Regions from separate parts of the Oryctolagus cuniculus genome. Here region 2 is linked to region 1. The links are chromatin contacts, called in public Micro-C maps. All regions are on one chromosome and are shown on one strand. Each heading gives the region's core, a stretch centred on a gene start, on an enhancer-like site or on the middle of the called end of the contact. The rest is flanking DNA. Distances are from core to core; before and after follow the strand shown.

Region 1 (5,480 bases), core at 913-3,412:
AGCAGTGAGCTGCTAGCCACGTTTAATGAACGCAATGCCCCTGCTAGGCAGGCATCTCCGCAGAGAACTGGGGCCCTGCCTGGATTCAGACTGGAGATTTTATGGACATGGGTATAGGCTCACCGTTTCTCCTCCACTCCCCTCTTCTGGGATCATCCTGGGCCGAGGGCTTTCTAGGTGTGGCAGGATTTGTGAAATTCCTCCCAGAACTTCATTAGCACAGTGTTATTGGTCCCCAGAGAGCAAGATTCCACTAAGGTGCCCCTGGAGAGGACTGGAACCCACCTAACTAGGTTGTCCAAAGAGGGCAATGGCTAGCTTCCCAGGTGTGCTTCTACTTTTCCTTTTTTTTTCCCCCTCATTCAACCACACAAAAATTCCCATTTTCTTTAATCTCTGTCACATACTAGTCTAATATCTACCATGCCACCTAGTATACAGACTGTTATGCAACTACTGAAAAACAATTAAATCTGTATTTGTTGAATTGGAAAATATGCTAAGTTTAAGTGAGAGAAGCAAGTTACAAAGTATTACCTCTGGCATTATTTTCTAAGTAACTGAAAATCCCAAGTACTTACATACATGTGCCTCTCTATGCATATCAAACAATATATGAAAGTTTACAAAAGGGGAAGAATGAAGGGAATTTTAACATTTTCCTTATGTATCTATATTGTTTCACTTGTCAGAGTGAGCATATATATTACTTTGGTAACTTAAAAAAATACTGTACCAAAGAAGTACTTGTGCAATATCCATACAGAGAAATTTTGTTGGGCAATGAAATGAAGAACTGATATGTGCTCCATGGATGAACCATGAAAGCATAATGCTAAGTGAAAGAAACCAGTCACCTGTGTGATTCCAGGAAATGTCAAAATGGGCAAATCTATGCGAATAGAAAGATGAGACGGGGAGTGGCATGGAATGGGAAAAAGGCAGCAACGGCTAATTAGTAAGGGTTTCCTTTTTGGAAATTAATTGTGGTGATGGGTGAACACCTCTGTGAGTAAACTGTGAATTAAAACTTAAATGAGTATCTCAAGTAGGTGTTAAAAATACCCTTAATTATTAAAATGTGTCTTATTCATGTTCAAGAGATGAATATTTCATATCTTTGAATATAATATAATATAATATAATATAATATAATATAATATAATATAAATTGAAATATTCAAAGACTAAAGATAATTTCCAAAAATAGAAATCCAAAATGTATCACTACTTTGAAGAGGAATTTGTAAATTCCCTCTTTTCGGATGTGTAAATTCTCCTTTGTTTTGAAAATAATATTTCTTGTAACTTATAAAATGCAATGTGAAATGCACAATGAGTACACTGAACCACATTTTAGAGCCCTAAATTTTCTAGTTCCTAAAAGAGGACTGAAGCTTATGTATTTTCATTTACTTTTAAGATTATTGTGACCTGTTTGCATTCAACAACTGTTTCTTAAAATGTTTTTCAAGGTACATTGATTATACCAAAGAAATGCAAATATAAAGAAATACCCTTTACCTGGAAATATTTTTCTGGCTCTCAAAAATTTGATTTTAGCTCTAACAAGGCAAACACTTCTTAACTAAATTCTTCCTTTTAAGTAAAAAAAATTAATTGAGCTTTTTCTGCGCTTAAAAAGTAGAAACATGTATTCAACTGTATTGGGATGAAAAAAGGATAGTTTCTTGTATCGCTGAAAAGTAGAAGATCATACACTGTCAAATTTTCATTTTCTAGGAGTAAATGAATATAAAATCCATCCTGGCGTCGGAGAGAACAGCTGCTTAAATTTTCTCATAAGAGTTTCTTGTGAGCCTTTCTTCCAACAGCGCCGCTGGTGTAGTGGTATCATGCAAGATTCCCATTCTTGCGACCCGGGTTCGATTCCCGGGCGGCGCACAGATATTTTGCTCTCAATGAGTTGATTGAACAGTCATGACGAATCCTGCTGATGGAAATATTGCGGTCATTTACCTTCTCTGTAAGTTTCTATTTCATTAGAATTCACTATTAAAACCTTAGGAGCGAGACGGCAGACAAAAGTTTAGGCAAGCTCCCTTAACCCTTGCCACTGCGCAGTCCGCGGCATGCCTCAAGTCAGTGGAAGAGCGGCTGCGCAACAAGTGAACCTATGGAAGGAGGGATAGCCTTGCAGCCGGGAGGTTGAGCATGCAAAGTTACTCTGCGCCTGCGCGGCCGGGGTCACTCCGCTGGCGGCCCCAGGGCTCCCGGCTGGCCGCCATCTTGTATCGGGGCTTCATTGTTCGCGCTGGGCCAGGCGGTCGAGTGTAGTCGCCGCCACGGGAGGAGGCGGAGTAACCTCTAGTCCACGAAGAAACCCTGCTATTCCGCAGCCATAGCTGCCCAAAGGAGTTGGGAGGTAGTAAAGGGCAGGGAGCTGGACCTGGAGGCGCCGCCGCGACAGCAGCAGCCATGGAGGACGAGATGCCCAAGACTCTGTGAGTCTGGGGCAGCGATGAGGGAGGCGGGATGGTGGTCGTCCCGGAAGGAGGCCTCGGCCCCGCGCCGCTGCCCCGCCTATTGTTCTCCGTGGCCGCCGCGAGATCGCGCTTTCCGTCTCCTTAGCGCACACCTGGCTGCTTAGGACGGAGACCCGGGCTGTGAGCGGACGATGCGGAGGGCGAGGGGTCAGCCCTGCGAGTGAGCCGCTGGGTCTGAACTGCACCGCCGCGGGGCACGGCCCCTCGCCGGCTCAGACCTGGAGCAGAGACTTTTTCATTCAAACCCCTTCTTCGAACTCGGCAGACCTCCCTTTCGACTCGTTCTCTTCCTTCTCTTTTTCCCGCCCCGTCCTGTTTCTGTTTCTTGATGATTCTCTATCTTTACAGTCCTCTCTGATTTTACTTTGGTCCTCCGCCCGAAACTCTGCCTTTCACGTTCTCGTTGATAGGATCTTTTATTCTCGCGGCTGCTCGTGTTCCTTTTTAGTGAAGTAAACTTTATTCTGGCGGTTGCCAACTGGACAAAAGCCAAATCTCCGTCGTTAACCACTCGCTGGCTTTCCTTCCGTAGCACCCCCGACCAAAAAGCCGAACTGGACGCCCCAAGGATTTTGAAACTGCTTTTTTAAAAATGGACCCCCCCTCCCCGGCCCCAGGGAGTGGATTAACTCGTTTCCACCGTCGCCTGCTCCTGCTGGCATTGACATGTGGCGGAGAGAACGGGCGGTTTTTTGTGAAGCAACAGTTAATGAATAGTCAGGTCCGGGGATTTCTAGAATTAGTGTTACAGGACCTGAGTTTGGGCTATTTGTCTTATAGCCCTCCCCCTCCCCCTGCCTCTTTGTTTTTCTAAGCACTATTGGAAGAGTGATCCTGCCTTTGTTGCATTTCTCTTAAAAAAAAAAAAAAAAGCTCAGTGGGGGTTTTGGTTTGTTTAAAATACATTTTACTGTGTATATCTGAGGTCTACAGTGATATTATTGGATTCATATAGTTAAAATGTTACTGTAGAGAAACATTGCTGTGTATCATCTCATAGTTACTTTTCAGTGGGTTCTTGACTAGCTTTTTTCATTCTTCAGAAACTGCCAGTTTGAGAGCCCAATGCATTAATCATGCAATTTTAGATTGTTTTTCTAGCTGTCTGGATATTCAAGTTATTCTAAAGCATGTATCTTCTTATAGGATGCAACAGGACATGGCCTTTGTTTTTGAAAGATTGTATCTGTAGAGTACTGCTCCCAAAAATTATTAGCCTCCTTCGGTGTGAAAACCTTTTTTCTCCACTTGCCTCTTAGGTAGAACTAAAGAGAGTCAGCAGCTTATTGGGTTAAACATTGTTCCTTACTAATGCCTTCAAATGGTAAGAATCTTTCATTACTTTGAAATTTTTTAATTTCAGTAACTGCCAAAAATATGTGGGAACTTTTTAGTATTTTTGATTTGGGGCTATCAAATAATGAAGACAACTTCAGCTGTCTCAGGCCAGTCTATAGAAACAGGTAGTTGCATAGTGCTAGCCTGGGGACAAGGAAGGAACCCATTGCAGGAGAAACAGTGGAGTTTTATTCACAGGCAGTTATTGGCTGCTTACTATATACCAGGCTCTGTGTTGAGTGCTTTACATGCTCATTAACCCTCTTCAAGACTCTTGAAGTGTTTTCACTTAGTAGCTGCGGAAAAACTAACCTTTGAGTTTGAGTAGCCCGCCCAAGATCATGTATCTTTTTGTTCTTTATCTTAGATTTCTGCTGTCCTCAACTTTCAGCTGTTGATGTTTCTAAGTGTGCCTTGTAGTCCTCAGTAGAACATCCCTTCCAAGAATCTTTTCCTCCGAAGTAGCCCTGCTCTGAAATGTCTTGTTAACCACTCTTTTGCTTCTACCTCCCACAAATCCAAATGCTCACTCTTCCCAAAGATTTCCCAGCAGGATTTTTACATTTAATGTAAAATGCTTGCTTTCACAACCCTGGAAGTTAGCACTTTAATATGTTCTTAGTACAGTGTCTGGTACATGGTAAGTAAATAAATTTGTCCCAAAAACCGGTACCGTTTTAAGGAATAAATCAAGATTTTACTCATTCTTGAGAATAAAAGAGAGTCTGAATCTTAGTGTCACCTTGTTGAGTTGGAGGTTGCCAGTATTCAGTTTCTTGTCAGCAGTACTTTGGAAACATTGCAAGACAAAAAAAGTCTTCAAGTTTATACTGCAAAACTGTTTTGAAGAGTATCCAACATACAATTTAGAAGTTCAAACATATGTAGGGAGTGGATGGGTAATGTGTACATACTGCTATTCTCTACTCATGTATAAATTTGAAGTTTTTCATAATAAAAATGTATACAGTAAATCTGCATTGGCCTTGGTCACTTTACAGACTTTGAGTTTGTGATTTAAAAGGTACACACTTGATTAGAAATACATTGCTGGTGCAGAAGAAGTGAATTGATGGACGTTAATTCTCTCAAATCCCAGCACCTTAGCATCCTTTGTGTGGCCTTGTAATCTTTGTGTAATAGCATCCCTTTTGTGTTGAGTTAAATGTGCTTGTTGACTCTTATCAAAGGTTAGGTTGAGGTTAGGATAAACTAAAGTCAGATATTTAAGAATCGTGTAATACTCAATTATTTAAGAATGCTAGAAATATATTCATTCAGTAATACTTAAGAGCTTACCACATGGCTGTCACTTTTCTGGGAGCGGGGGGTACAACAGTAAATGTAACAAATCTTAACATTTATTTAACAGCACTTATATTAGTAATTGTGTTAGTGCTGAATGAGTGACATGGATAAATGTTAAGGCAGGGTAAGTAAGGTGGATGGGGTGGGTACTAGTTTATAGGGAGTGGTAAGACAAGAGGTAAGTGACATTTGAATAGAAAACTGAAGGAGAGGCACTCTAGAAAGTGCTAGGGATTCTGGGGAGACACTTCTCAGATAACCTGAGGAGAGTGAATAGGAGAGAAGCAAGAGATGAGGGGGGCAAGGGAGCCATGAAGGGTGGGCAGA
Region 2 (5,480 bases), core at 1,204-3,703, 150 kb after region 1:
TGTTTCTAGTATTGGCTTTGCCTAGCAAAAACTCTTTCTTCAGGCCCAGCCTAGTCTCTGAGGGGTGGACTAGACTGCCAGGCCTTCCCAGCTAGATCTCCCTCATCCACTTTTAGAGAGACCAGCAGCCCTGAAACCGAAGTCCCTCAGGGACCTTGGTTAAAAACGAAGCTTTGTGACTGGTTTTGGGATGGGCCCCAGGAAGCCACATTTCTAACACCCAGGTCATTTTTAGGTTGTGGTCAATGGATGTCTATATTCCTGCCCCATTTAGGCAGGATTATTTCCTGCCATGATTCTCGAGCATTGCACACAGCTGAAGAATTAGAAACTGGGCCTCTTTTGTTTCTGGATACACCACTTGGCAGGTGTATTAACAGCCTGACAGGCTGCTTGCCACAGGTGCATGTTCCACGTGTGTCCCACATGCTCCTGATGTGCAACCAAAGACCCCTGGTTCCCCACCACCAGCCTGCAGCTGTTGCCCTCCTCCCACCCCAGCCCACAGCGTGGGCTCCCTCCTTCCCCACCCACCTACCCACCCCTTCCCTTCCCTCCCCCCAGGCTCCTCCCACCTCAGTTTTTTTGTCGTTGTTCCTGGCTAAGTTTTTCATGTGAGATGGGGGGTAGGGAGACTGGCTAGAGGGCGAGGACGCTCTGCCAGTCATCGGAGGTCCTAGTGAATGGGCACTTTCTCCACCAGAGAAAACCTGCTTTCCTACCAGAGAAATGGGCAGAGGCCTCTCTCTGGAACTTGGGAGATGTCACTGGGAGTGGGGGTGGGGCAAAATAGCCCAAAGCAGGCCCAACCTGCCTGGGGTTCCTTTGTTGCCGCACAGAGGGAATGGAATCTTACCCATAAGGTGAGAAGAGCCGGAGAGAATGACCGCGGACCGGCCCCCCCCTTCTCCCGCTTCCCTCCAAACACCTACCGCTAAAAGGGGAAGAAAAAAAAGCACCAACAAAGAGTTTAAGATAGCAATTCCCAGCTTTTTCAAATATGAAGCATATTTTAACCAATCCATTTTTAATTCTTAAATTCTTGACGTTACAGAACTAAACTGAAATTTATTAACATTCCACTCTTACATTTCTTATCGACAAACAGAAATAAAATTCATGAGCCAAAAAACCCAAAACAAAACTAAAAACAGGGAAAAGCTTATAAAACTAAATATGGATCCCAGCATTAACAGCTGAACAGAGAATGTGATTTTTAAATTCTTAGCGGATGATAAAGTGTAGAAACTGAACACTTACAAATTATTTAAAACCTGGAATCACTGACCAGAAATTACACAGTTGGATCATGGGAAAACAGCAGAAAGGGGTTATGAGTGAACCTACACTGTTCTAGCTGCACCCCATGCCCTTCTCAGAGGAAAGCCTGGCATTGATTAGATACTGGGCCAGACTAATACTGGCAGCAGAGCCAGTGATAGTAACCTGCCTACCAGAAGAGCCTTCCACTGGGTTGGCAATTTTGATCTGGGCCCCCGACATCTGGCGGATCTCATTAATGTTGGCGCCTTGGCGCCCGATTATGCAGCCAATTAAGTTATTTGGAATGGTGAGTTCATGGGTGGTTTGAGTAGATGCATCCAAACTTGCCCAATAGCCTTTCACCTCTGGAGAGCTGGAGTCAATTCCGGCGAATCCGGTCCCGCCGTGCATCATGGCAAAGTGAGACTGTTGTCTTGCCACCTGGTTCAGCTTGGCCAGATCGAGCGGAGAAATGGTGTGTTGTCCTTGAATCGAGTAGGCATCTAGAGGTGGTCCCTCCAGGTCATGGGTGGCGTGGGGGTAGCCCGCAGCGTCGCTGCAGCGATCTTGGCCGCCCGCGCAGATGACCGGAGAGCTGGCCGGCATGGGCTGGTACGGAATGGTCATGACTCTCCCTTGCGGAGACTGGGAGAGCGTCTCCAGCATGACCAGGCAGATCTGCTTGACACACTCGGTGACAGACTGCGGCACGCCCGCGATGGTGATGGCCCGCTCGGTCGAGTTGGGCAGCATATCCCCCGCCACCTGGACCTGGGCCCCCGTGCTCTCGCGGATCTCTTTGATCTTACACCCGCCTTTCCCGATCAGGGAGCCGCACTGGGTGGCCGGCACCACCAGCCGCAGGGTCACCGGGGGCCGGCTGGCCGCCGTGCTGTTGGTCATGGAGCTGTTGATATCTTCCTCCAGCTTGTCGATGATCATAGCGAATGCCTTGAAGATGGCATTAGTGGGGCCGGTCAGAGTGATGATTCGCTCCGGACAATTCCCCTCCGAGATGTTGATCCGCGCGCCACTCTCCTCGCGGATCCTCTTAACCGACTCCCCTTTCTTCCCAATGATGCTTCCTACTTCCTTTCCGTGCATAAGAAGCCGAATGGTGAGAGTCACATTTAGTCCGCTTTCAGTCACACCGGCATCCATGGCGAGCGGCGGGCGGCGTTCGGGGGAGTTGGGCTCGTTACGTGGTCAAGTCTTTGGTGGCTGGCGGGGGGAGGGGAGGTGTAGGCCCAAAACTGCCGGCGCGAGGCGAGCGAGGGCCGCGGGAGCGAGCGGGCGCGGGCGGGAGGCCGCGGCGTCGTCGCAGGGGCGGGCGGCGGCGGCGGAGGGGGCGAGCGGGGCCGGGAGCGGCGGGCGGGCGGGTGGGCGAGGGCGCGGCGGTGGCGACTCCGGCGGCAGCCTCGGCGGTCTGGGCGGGGCGGGAAGCCCGCTTTCAACCCCGCGTACCCTCTGACCCCGGAAGTGCTTGCTGCGCAGGACCCCTTGAAAAAAAATGAGGACCCGTGGTTTTTAGGTCACAAGATTGCGCCAAGCCCCACGCGGTACTTAAAAAAAAAAAAAACTAACGCTGCGGTACTGACAATAAAGCACACGGGGAACGGAAAGTGTGAGTCCGGCAAAGTTTTAAAATGACCGTGAATTTTATTAACGCTAACGGCACCGGAGGATGACTGGAAATATTGGTGTTGTGTATGAAGGACACGCTTTATTTTTCTGCCCTAGCAAAGGAGTTTTCTGTCCGGAGCGACACGGGCAGCCCTGGCGGTAACTGCAGGCAGCTGCCGGGACGCCGCGGGTTTAAAACGTGCGCGTGAGGTGGCCAGGGCGCGTGCGCGAGGGTGGGGGCGACGGGAGGGGCCGCTGCTGTCTTCCGGGGGGGAGGGGCGGCGAGGCGAGGCTGGAGGGGCGGGCGCGGGCGGGCACGTGGGGGCCTTTCGTCCCCGGCGTCCGGGCGCCCCGCTCTAGCCCCCACCCCTGTCCCAGCCCCGCGGCGGCGGCCGGTGAGCCGAAAGGCCGAAACCCACCCCGCCGCCGCCTGAGTCTGGGCTCTGCGGACCGTTTGTAGGGCATACTGGAAACGTGGCCATAAAAAAAGAATGGCGTCCATTTACATAATGCTTTGTTTGCATTTTGCAACTTTCTTTCGGTGAAACCCACAGAAACCCCTCCTCCTGCCCTTGTGTCGTTTCTACCGCAGCGGCCTCGTCAGACATTTGAAACAATGGTGTAGTTCTGTGCTGAGCGGGCGCGGACCAGGGCTTTGGGTTGTTTCTGCGCCTTTTGCGCGCGGCCCACGCCCCCGAGGCTGCCTTTCAGCCCTTTGCCTTCCGCGCGGCCGCCGCGCCCCGCTTCTCCGGGGGCGGCCCCCGGCGGCGGCGCCCGCCATCTTGGGCAGCTTTTCTGCCGTTGCTTGCGCAAAGGAAATGTCGCTCGAGACGCTGGCGCGTCCGAGTTATGGTTTTTGCCCCCTGCCTTTCTTCCTCTGGCTAAGCCAGACGAGGAAAGACGGTGTGCGCCAAGTTCATCAAGAGACCAGGGGAGAAGACTAACGTAGCGCGCCACCGCGACCCCCTTCCCCACGCGGGCGGCCGCCATGTTTTCTGAACACAAAATGGCGACACGTGGCCTCGATCCGTCGCCAACGAGAAATCGGGGTGGGCCCGAAAGCTCTAGAACGCGCGCCCCCGCCCTGGGCCCTCCCCGCGCCGCTGGTCTTATGACCGCTCGGGATGAAGTCCCGCAGGCTGGTCCGACGCTTGGTGGACCATTTGAACGAGTTCCCCACCCCCTTTAACTGGAGCAGGGAACGCAAATAGCTCCGAAATGTGGGCACAATATTGATCCTATCGCTTTAAAAAATTTTTGTTAGTGGATAATAGGACGCAGTACCCTGAAATAATTTGTGAACCGCAACGATGCTCCCCCAGTACCAAAGCATTTAGAAATCACTGTTTTAAGGAATGACGTGGGAAATTTCTGCTTTACAGGCTCATGTGCGGATTTAAAAAGCTGCTTCTGAAAAATGATTTAACTTCCCTGAAGAGAGTAGGACGTCTGGCTTTTTCACAGGCCAGCTGCCCAGTGAACCTCAACTGACCACAAGTGGTGTTCACTCAATCTAAAAGATTTAGACATTTATTGTGATCCTGTGCTAGGTATTTTACTCATACCATCTTTTTACCACGATCTTCTGAGGTAGATATTGTTATCTCTGTCTTTCTCTCTCTTTTTTTTAACAGAGGAAGATACAAACCTAGAAACATGAAGGGTTTAATTCAAGGTCACACAGTGTCGGGCATGGAATCCAGACCTGATTTTCTTCCTGGTGAGCACAACATTTTTAGATTTTACTATAAACCAGGCTTTTAGAATTTAAATGCTATTTTAAACGTTTAGGCAAGTGTTGAAGAAACCCGTTAGAGAGCCTTTAGATGTGACCAAGCCTGTGTTTGTGTCTGCCTGGGGGCTCCCAGTTTTCCTAGTGTGACACCTGTAGCGGGCTCCAGTGCCATTTTATGAGGTGTTTGGGAGAGGATAGAGAAGTGGAAGTGATTCAGCCCTGCCCAGAGTCTCAGGTATTTGTCACTCTGGCCTTGTCTGTGGCACATTTGAATCTACCTGGCTCGGGGGGAGCAAATAATTCTCTGTGTGATTCACTTGCTTTCCTCAGCCACTCAGGGGCTGGACTCCCGCCTTCCCCACCCCAGTGACCCAACCAGGTAAAAATAAATTATTTCATTTTGGTGCCAAGCCTCCATTTCTCTGCAAATATTGACAGAGCATGACAGATAATTCAGAGCCTGTGGACCCGTCCATGTAATGCATGGCTGGTGGATGTGTCCCCACGGAGCTCTGCTTCTACTGGTGTCAGACACAGAAGATTTTTTTAGTTTTAATGTACATTAATATCATATGTCAGGTTTCCCAAAGTGCTTTCACATTATTTTTATAACTCCACAAACAATTTTAATTGATAAAGACGTAACAGCAACAGTGATTGTAATTGTGTTCACTATGTAAAAGTGCTCACTATGTGCTAGGCATGGTTCTAAGCTTCCTTCTGTGCATCAATTCATTGACTCGCGTTTCTAGAAGCAGTTTCTAAATGCTATAAGAAATTTACATTTACAACATGACTTACACATCAGAAACAGTACTTGCCTGTAATGTATCTGGTAATTTATATTCTTTATAAAAAA

The links. A called contact is a pair of places that touch in the nucleus more often than the background predicts.
Region 2: a Micro-C map of ear pinna shows a contact between it and region 1, with 6 times the contacts expected there. The contact joins the promoter of PCBP1 here to the promoter of TIA1 in region 1. A contact is called at or near these places in 2 of 6 Hi-C or Micro-C datasets (ear pinna and an unstated tissue).

What each region holds. Positions count from the first base shown.
Region 1 is chr2:132,435,914-132,441,393 of mOryCun1.1, forward strand. It overlaps TIA1 (TIA1 cytotoxic granule associated RNA binding protein), which reads left to right and starts at 2,163. Exons shown (of 12, transcript XM_008254288.4): 1 at 2,163-2,465. The coding sequence starts at 2,440. It overlaps TRNAG-CCC (transfer RNA glycine (anticodon CCC)), which reads left to right and starts at 1,835; the gene lies at 1,835-1,905.
Region 2 is chr2:132,584,121-132,589,600 of mOryCun1.1, forward strand. It overlaps PCBP1 (poly(rC) binding protein 1), which reads right to left and starts at 2,454. Exons shown (of 1, transcript NM_001082124.1): 1 at 973-2,454. The coding sequence starts at 2,424. The coding sequence ends at 1,354. LOC103347661 reads left to right here and starts at 2,753. Exons shown (of 7, transcript XM_070069016.1): 1 at 2,753-2,887; 2 at 4,521-4,606.